2 separate regions of the Ovis canadensis genome follow, and region 2 is linked to region 1. Evidence: chromatin contacts called from public Hi-C data. All regions are on one chromosome and are shown on one strand. The core of a region is the stretch at or near the end of the contact, and the rest is flanking DNA. Distances in the headings are between cores, read along the strand shown.

What was found. A called contact is a pair of places that touch in the nucleus more often than the background predicts.
Region 2: a contact with region 1 is called in a Hi-C map of lung, with 4 times the contacts expected there. The contact joins the enhancer-like site here to the promoter of WNT9A in region 1. A contact is called at or near these places in 2 of 2 Hi-C or Micro-C datasets (fibroblasts and lung).

Annotation. Positions count from the first base shown.
Region 1 is chr5:17,679,365-17,682,885 of ARS-UI_OviCan_v2, forward strand. It overlaps WNT9A (Wnt family member 9A), which reads left to right and starts at 1,509. Exons shown (of 4, transcript XM_069590527.1): 1 at 1,509-1,724. The coding sequence starts at 1,630. LOC138440753 (a long non-coding RNA gene) reads right to left here and starts at 1,476. Exons shown (of 5, transcript XR_011257112.1): 1 at 1,377-1,476; 2 at 698-853.
Region 2 is chr5:17,975,001-17,978,521 of ARS-UI_OviCan_v2, forward strand. The region is part of intron 4 of SNAP47 (synaptosome associated protein 47); the gene reads right to left. Among named protein-coding and RNA genes, the nearest start is that of JMJD4, 50 kb to the right of the region's middle. Within about 2 kb of position 1,646, the one cell type or tissue checked has open chromatin away from gene starts, as enhancers often do. A contact at or near this core is called in fibroblasts, where this site is marked.

The DNA of each region.
Region 1 (3,521 bases), core at 259-2,758:
GTGAGGCTGGTCACACCCACAGAAGCAAAACCATGGGTGGAGGTTTCTGCAGCGCGACATTACAACTTAGAAAAAGACATTATGATTCCCTAGAGTTGGATGCCTCTCAGATGGGGAAATTGAGGCCCAGAGAGGAAGTGATTTGCCCACGCCCCATCTCCTCTCTGCCCTCTTTTCACCAGCCCAGCACTGGAAGGCCCCTAGGGAGGATGGGGTATGCTCAGTGGGTGGCCTTCTAACAGAGGTGGGAGCCCAGGCATGTGTTGCGCTCCCTGCGCCACTCTCCGGGTACCTGTTTTGCCTTTCAGTCCTTGTTCTGACTCACGTCACTAAGCAGATCTTCAGAACCCATTAACCCAGTCTTTAGAGGTGCTCAGACCCCCAGACTCTGGGTCACTGTGCCCAGAAAGCAGCAGCTCAGTACGGATGGCTGATAGAAAACTGTGCTTTCCCCTGCAGGCCCAGGACTTGAGGGCCCCCACAGTATTGGCCAAGTGGATCCATGGAGCCTCTACGGTCACCTGAAGGCTGGCATTTCGTGGACACGTTTCCCATATCCTGAACCTCAGAGCTCTCCCCGCTGTGGCTGTTGACACCCTGGCCCAGCGGTCTCTAAGGATTCTCCTTGAACCCATCCTGTTGTTAATTTGTGTTATCTGTTTTAATCCGGGGTTTGGGTTCTCGGACCCTGACTTACCTCAGCAGTGACTCTGCATCGTCTCTCCTCCCTGTCCCTGGCAGCTCCTGTTGCCTCTACCCGTGCCAAGCCCCCTTCGTCCAGTCCTCACAGCAGAGGTTCTGAGAAGGAGGTCACCCGGGGATCAGCGCTGGCAGTGACCTCAGCCAGCTCCTCCTTCGATTTAAGAATAGGGAGACAAAGGTCCCAAAAGGTCGATCGACCTGGCCGCACCATCCCTGATCAGGTCGCCTCATTCCCAAGGCAACAAACCAGGGAGCAGCGCCCGGCTGGCCTCGCAAAGGCAGGGGCATCACCTGCTGGCTTGTCTCCCCTTTCACGCAAACTCCTCTGGGAGCCGACAAGCTAGCTCCAGCTCCGGGCTGACACCCGAGTCCCCCCGCGGCACCGCCCGCTTGAGCGCTGGCCAAGAGCTCCGCCCCGGCCCCGCCCCAGGTCGCACCCCGCCCCCGCAGCTGCACCGGACCTCCCACTTCCAGATTCCGCGGGCGTCCCCACTCGCCCGCTCCCACCCGGCTAGCCGCGCAGCGCCAGCCTCGCCGCCTTGCCCCGGGCCACCAACACTCCGCCTCGGCTCCACCCACGCCCACAGCCGCTCGCGGGCTCGCTCCCTTCCCCGGGCCCCCGCCGCGCTCCCGCCCCTTCCGGCCGCGCCGGCTCCCACCCGCCCCTCGCGTGCCTCGCTTCCCACGCGCGAGGCGCGCCCGGGGACCCGCGCGGCCCGCAGGCGGCGGGGCCGGGCGGCGCGCCGGCTCGGGTTTCGGCCCGCCCCCGGCGCCGGCGTGACCCCGCCCCGGGCGCGGGCGGGGCCGGGCCAGCTGGCCGGCGCCCCGCCCCCGGCCTGGCGCTCCGGGCGCTATAAGAGGGCGGCGGCCGCGGGGCGCCCAGCGCGGGGCCGGGAGCGCGATGGTCAGCCGCCGCGGCGCGGCAAGATGCTGGATGGGCCCCTGCTGGCGCGCTGGCTGGCCGCGGCCTTCGCGCTGACGCTGCTGCTCGCCGCGCTGCGCCCCTCGGCCGCCTACTTCGGGTAGGTGCCTCGGCGGCCCGGCGGGCGGGGCGGGCGGGCCGGGCCCGAGGCCGGCGCGGGCGCGCGGGCGGGGGCGACCCAGGTGCGCGGGGCGCGGTGCCCGGGCTAGCGAGGGGCGCCGGGTTGCCTGGAGCTGTTTGTTTGCGGCGCCCGCGTCGCTGGGTTCGGGAGTCGGTGTCCCTGTGGCACGGCTCTCGCAGAGGGGCCGGCGTGCCCGGCTGGCTGGCGTGAGGCCCCGGTCCTTCGTGACCCCGGAGCCGTAGTCCCTGTGGCCGCGCCCGCGGCCGTGCGCGAGGCTCCCTGCAGCTGCGGGACCAAGCTCTGGTTATCGGCTGCCTTTGGCTGGGATTTCTAGCCAAACGTCTGGAGCCTCCCTGGCCCCTGCACACCCACCCGCCTTGCAGTTTCCCCCTCCTTTCTCTCCCCGAGAAGTTAATTTAACAACAACAAAAAAATACGTACAAAATCCAGATGTTCCTTGCACTGAGCCCCAAAGGGGGAAAAACTCCAGGCTGGAGGAATTTTATTTTTCTTGCGCTTTGCTTCTGACGTTCGCTCGGGCCGCGACCCGCGGGAGCGCGTCTGTGGGACCTCTCTGGTGCGCCGGGCCCGGGCGGGCTGTGAATGCTGCCTCCAGCCGCCTCCCGGGTCGCTGCCCCGCGCGCTTCTCCGCAGCAGCAGTTTTCGTGGTTTTGGCTCGTCTCTCCCCATCGTTCTTTCCTGCCCTTCCTGGTTCCTCGCTCCCAGATCTGGGATGTCCTGCCAGGCGAGCTCTGGGGACCCTTTCTGTACTCTGCAGATGGGCCCCCGAGGTTTGTGTGGCATCGTGTAGGCAGCCCTCCGGCTCTCCCCAGCCGCCCCGCCTCCTGCCCCCGTGCCACTCCTGGAGCGGAGGCCACCCTCGAGTCCCGCCCAGACCCCGTCCGGGGTGCCTTATGCCCGTTCCGGGCTGCCGCCCTGCGCCCGTTGTCACCTGTTCCCTCTCCCGTGGACCAGGCGCGGCGCGCAGCGGCCTGGCCGGCAGAGGGCCCCGTTGGTCCAGAAATGTGGCACTGCCAGGGCGGGGAGAGGCAGACTGGGCGAGAAGCCCTGCAGGTGTATCCTGTTCTCAAAGAAAATAAAATATTTTCATGGGAAACTTTCCCTTTGTGTTTTTCTCCCCGCGCCCACTTCTCCTGTTCCCTTCCCCTGGGTTGTCTCCCAGGGTCAGCTCCTTGTCTTCTTACCCTGGAGACCCCACCCCGAAGCCAGGGCTGTGGCTGTGAGTTCGGCCTGCCTGGGGCTCAGGCTGTGCAGAGACTGGCACGCCCCTGCATGCCATCTGTGCAGCCTTTGCCTCACCCTCTCGGGCAGAGGGAGGGTCAGAGGCTGGCTGTCTGGCTGCAGGTCCGCGGTGAGTCACGATGGCCTGTCAGCCAGCTGTGCCTTTGCGCTGTCCAGGCGCTGCCGTGGGTCTACTCACCAGGCTCCAGACACACCCTGGGCTCGTCTGCGCCACTCTGTGCTCTGTGCGGAGTCCCTGCTGCCCGCTTTTACTCTCCGGGAAGGTCGGATCCACAGAGTGGTTTTCAGGGTCCTGGCTCCCATCCTTCACCCCCACCCCTGCAGCATCTCTCTTTCTCCCTGTTTTCTCTGCGCTTTGTACCTCCAGGGACGTCTCCTTGGCTCCCTTGAAGAGAATTACCCCCAGGGGCTGTGTGGCAAGTTGAGAGGGCTTGGCGCCCCTGCGGCTTCTCCAGCTAGCCCTTTTGGCCCTGCTTTTAAATCCCAGAGGTCACCTCAAGTGGGCTTCTCAAG
Region 2 (3,521 bases), core at 396-2,895, 300 kb after region 1:
GAATGAGTAAAAACCTGAAACCATCTCGTCTCTCCTTATTTAAAAATCTTCAATGATTCCAAGTTACTTATAGGACAAAATCCAGACTCCTTTGAGTGGACATGTCCAGCTCCCTCTCCCCAGACCCCTCCACAGAGCCCACTCCAACAAAGGTGTTGGCACGCCCTCCCAGCACTGGCCAGTGGTCCTATAGCTGGTGGAATGTATTACCACCGCTTTTCTACTTTTGAAGGCCGACCAGTTTAGCCATTCCCACCTTCATCCTAAGAAGTATCAGTTCTAGAATGTGCATTTCTGAGGTGTGGTTTAGCCTACTGCCACAGCTGATGAGAAGCATCATGGATTACCACCCCTCACTCATTATCTCATGACTTTGTCCTAACAATTATTCAAGGAAACCCAGATGTGTTGTCTTCTCCAAATAAACAAGTAATACACTGAAGCCAGGGCTATACAATCCCACTAATTCAGACATTTATCTTAGGCTAAAGATCAGTTATGCAAGAAATGAAAGATTCTTTTTTTTCCTAACTAGGAAAGGAGACATGAATTGGGACAAATTTAAATAACTGGGGGAAAAGTACAAGGAAAAAGACCAGAATGGTGGAGTTACTGAAGACGAAATGTATTTTATAATCTCTACAAAAAAGAAAGAAAAAAGAAAAAGAAAATAAGATTATCTTGTAATAAACCATAATGGAAAACAATGTGAAAAAGAATATAAATAGACACACACACAACATATATATATATATAGAGAGAGAGAAGGACACTAGTTTCTTAAGACAGTTAGCAAGGAGAGAGCCACAGCATCCTTCCTGCCTTGAATTATTTCAGGAATGATCCAGTGAATTACCAGTGCAGATACGTGTGGAACTTGGCTCGGCTAATCAACGCAGAGACAAAAGGCCTGGCCCTCAGTCATCTCCCCAGCACAGGCATCCACAGGGCTGCCTTTTCAATAAACTCTTCTCCTCATGCCAGCTGACGAGCTAAGTTTTCCAGTAAACCAACTTTCTGACTGGACTGAATGAATCAACCTCCATTTTTAATTTTTGTGTTTTGCACTTATTGTTTATAAAGATACCACATACAGTAGGCAAGCTAAATGCCCCAATGTAATCAAACAGAAAGTTCAAAACTATGCCCTCCACTCTTGCCATGAACCCACACTGTGCGCAGCCCTTTTTCCTGGAAATGGCGATGCGCCCAGGGCGAGTCCTCCTTCACTGCTGTTCCGCGGCCGGGGACGCTGAAGAGCCTGATGAACCGGAAGGCCAGAGCTGGGCCAGCTTTCCACCCTGATCCCTCCTCTGGTGAAAGACGGAGGAAGGGTGAAAAAACAGCAAGCACAAGACACGGAAGTGGAGATTAAAAAGTTATGAAGAAACTTTATACAACAGTGCAATGTCTGAGGACAGAACCATGCCGTTTTTGTCTTATCACTTCCAAATGCTGTATCAAATACACGGGAGCCACAGAGTTAGTAACGAAAGAGCAGGAGTTCTGAGGCAGGAAAGGTTAGCACATCAGACATTGGAAATGATTCACGGGATTCTGCCAAACCCCTCTGAGGGACTCTGATTCCTCTCCCGGCCTCCTCCACCACGTGCCCTCCCACAGCGGATGGTGGACAGCCACAGCTACGCAGCAGATGGGGCCCAACTGTAGCCCACATGCCTGCTGCAGAGGCCCAGCACAGAGGGAGCTGGCACACTGCGCTGAGCACGCTGCTCCCTGAGGAAATCAGGGCGCGTCTTCTCTCTAGCACCCCAACTGCACTGTAAGTCACCAAAATCCATTTTCACGTAATGACTTTAATAGCATCTGCAGCAGAAACCACAGATGAATGGACGGAGACTTTCTTGCATTTTCATTTTCCCTAGAAATTTAACTCATTCCTACCTATGCCCGAGCTTCAGATACACAGCTCAAAATTCTTCTCTAAATATGAAACATGTGTTTTACCTCGAAAAGACAACCTCGTATGAAACTACGTTCTCCCTGCAGGGAAGGAGAATGAGACCGCTAACCAGCACAAAGTCCCGCCCCTCCTGTGGGTAGGTCCTGCCAGCCCAACCGCTCAGGGATCACCACGTCCTCTGCCCCAAAGCCAGCATCCTGATTCATGACCACGGCATCTGCTGTTCCCAGCACGGACGCCACAGGGCCCACGGAGACTTGCTGATGACAGTCAGGACCAACCACACAGACACCAGCTTTCATGGGGAAGAATGGTGACCTCAGTGGTTACTGAGGGATCTTCTACTCTTAGCTGTTGGTGCCTCCATCTCCATCTCTCCCATTCTATCCATCCAGCTTTTAGGGGAAGGGCACACTGGGCATGACAGCAGAGATTGTTTATTTGAAATTGGAAGGGCCCTCTCCAACTACATGGCCACCAGTAGAATTAACAGATAAGATTGTTACATTTCCCATGAAAAAGCCATGTTCTTGCTCGTCTCAGTACAACGGTGGGACACAGGAGAGCTCATCTCAGCCACAGACATCTTCGTTGGAGAGTGAGAGAAGGGACCCAGATCCTACCAGTCTGAGGCCTATATGTACTCTCATTCACTTTCACAAGAACAGGTTAAGTTTGCCTTCACAGTACAAAGCTTTCTCAAGTCCCAAGACAGACAAGATCTGCAGTGTTCTGGAGTCAATAAGCCTATCCAAAGAAGGGATTAGTAAGCTGCAAATTTTGCTAGTTGCAGCTAGAAAGCAGCATGTCTACGTGTCATTACTAAAAGTGATTCAGTTAGATCAGAAGGAAAAAGTGACAAATGATGTATGTTTAAAATACCCCACAGTAAAAGATGAACACTTTTTTCCCCCAAAAGGAAAAAGCTGAGCTTAAAGCAGTCTATGCCTATGTAGACACACAGAATAAAATTATCTAAAAACAGGTTTAAAAGGCATACAAGGCTTTGATGACATTTGTGGGGTGCCATCAACAAAATAGTCTCTCCAAAACGGAGCCTGGATCTGATGGAGCCTCTAGAGCTACAAACTGACCTACAGGAGCGCCAAGGCAGAGAGCAGACAGCTCACCACCTGCTGGGAGGTGGGGAGACCAAGGAAGTAATATCTTACAAGTAGCAAAATTTTGAGAGAAACAATTCAGCTTTTTTTTATCAAATAAAGCGCAAAAGAAGAGATGACAGAGGAAAGTTGGAATTAAAGGCACTTCACTAAATGCAACACAGGGGCCTTATGAGGATTCCAGTGGGAACAAACTTGTGGCCCATTTTTCTAAGTGAGGGAACTAAGGGAAGCCTGAGCGCTGGCTTGATGTCTGATGACACCAAGGAGTCTACCTTTCACTTTTTTAAGGTGAGTATGGTACTGCGCTGATTTTTTGTTTTTACTTTATTTTGCTTTACATTTGAATCAGTTCTAATGAGGTGGATGAAACTGGAGCCTATTATACAGAGTGAAGTAAGCCAGAAAGAAAAACGCCAATAAGTATACTAACACATATATATGTGCTGATTTTTTAAAACAGTTCTTTCTTTTAA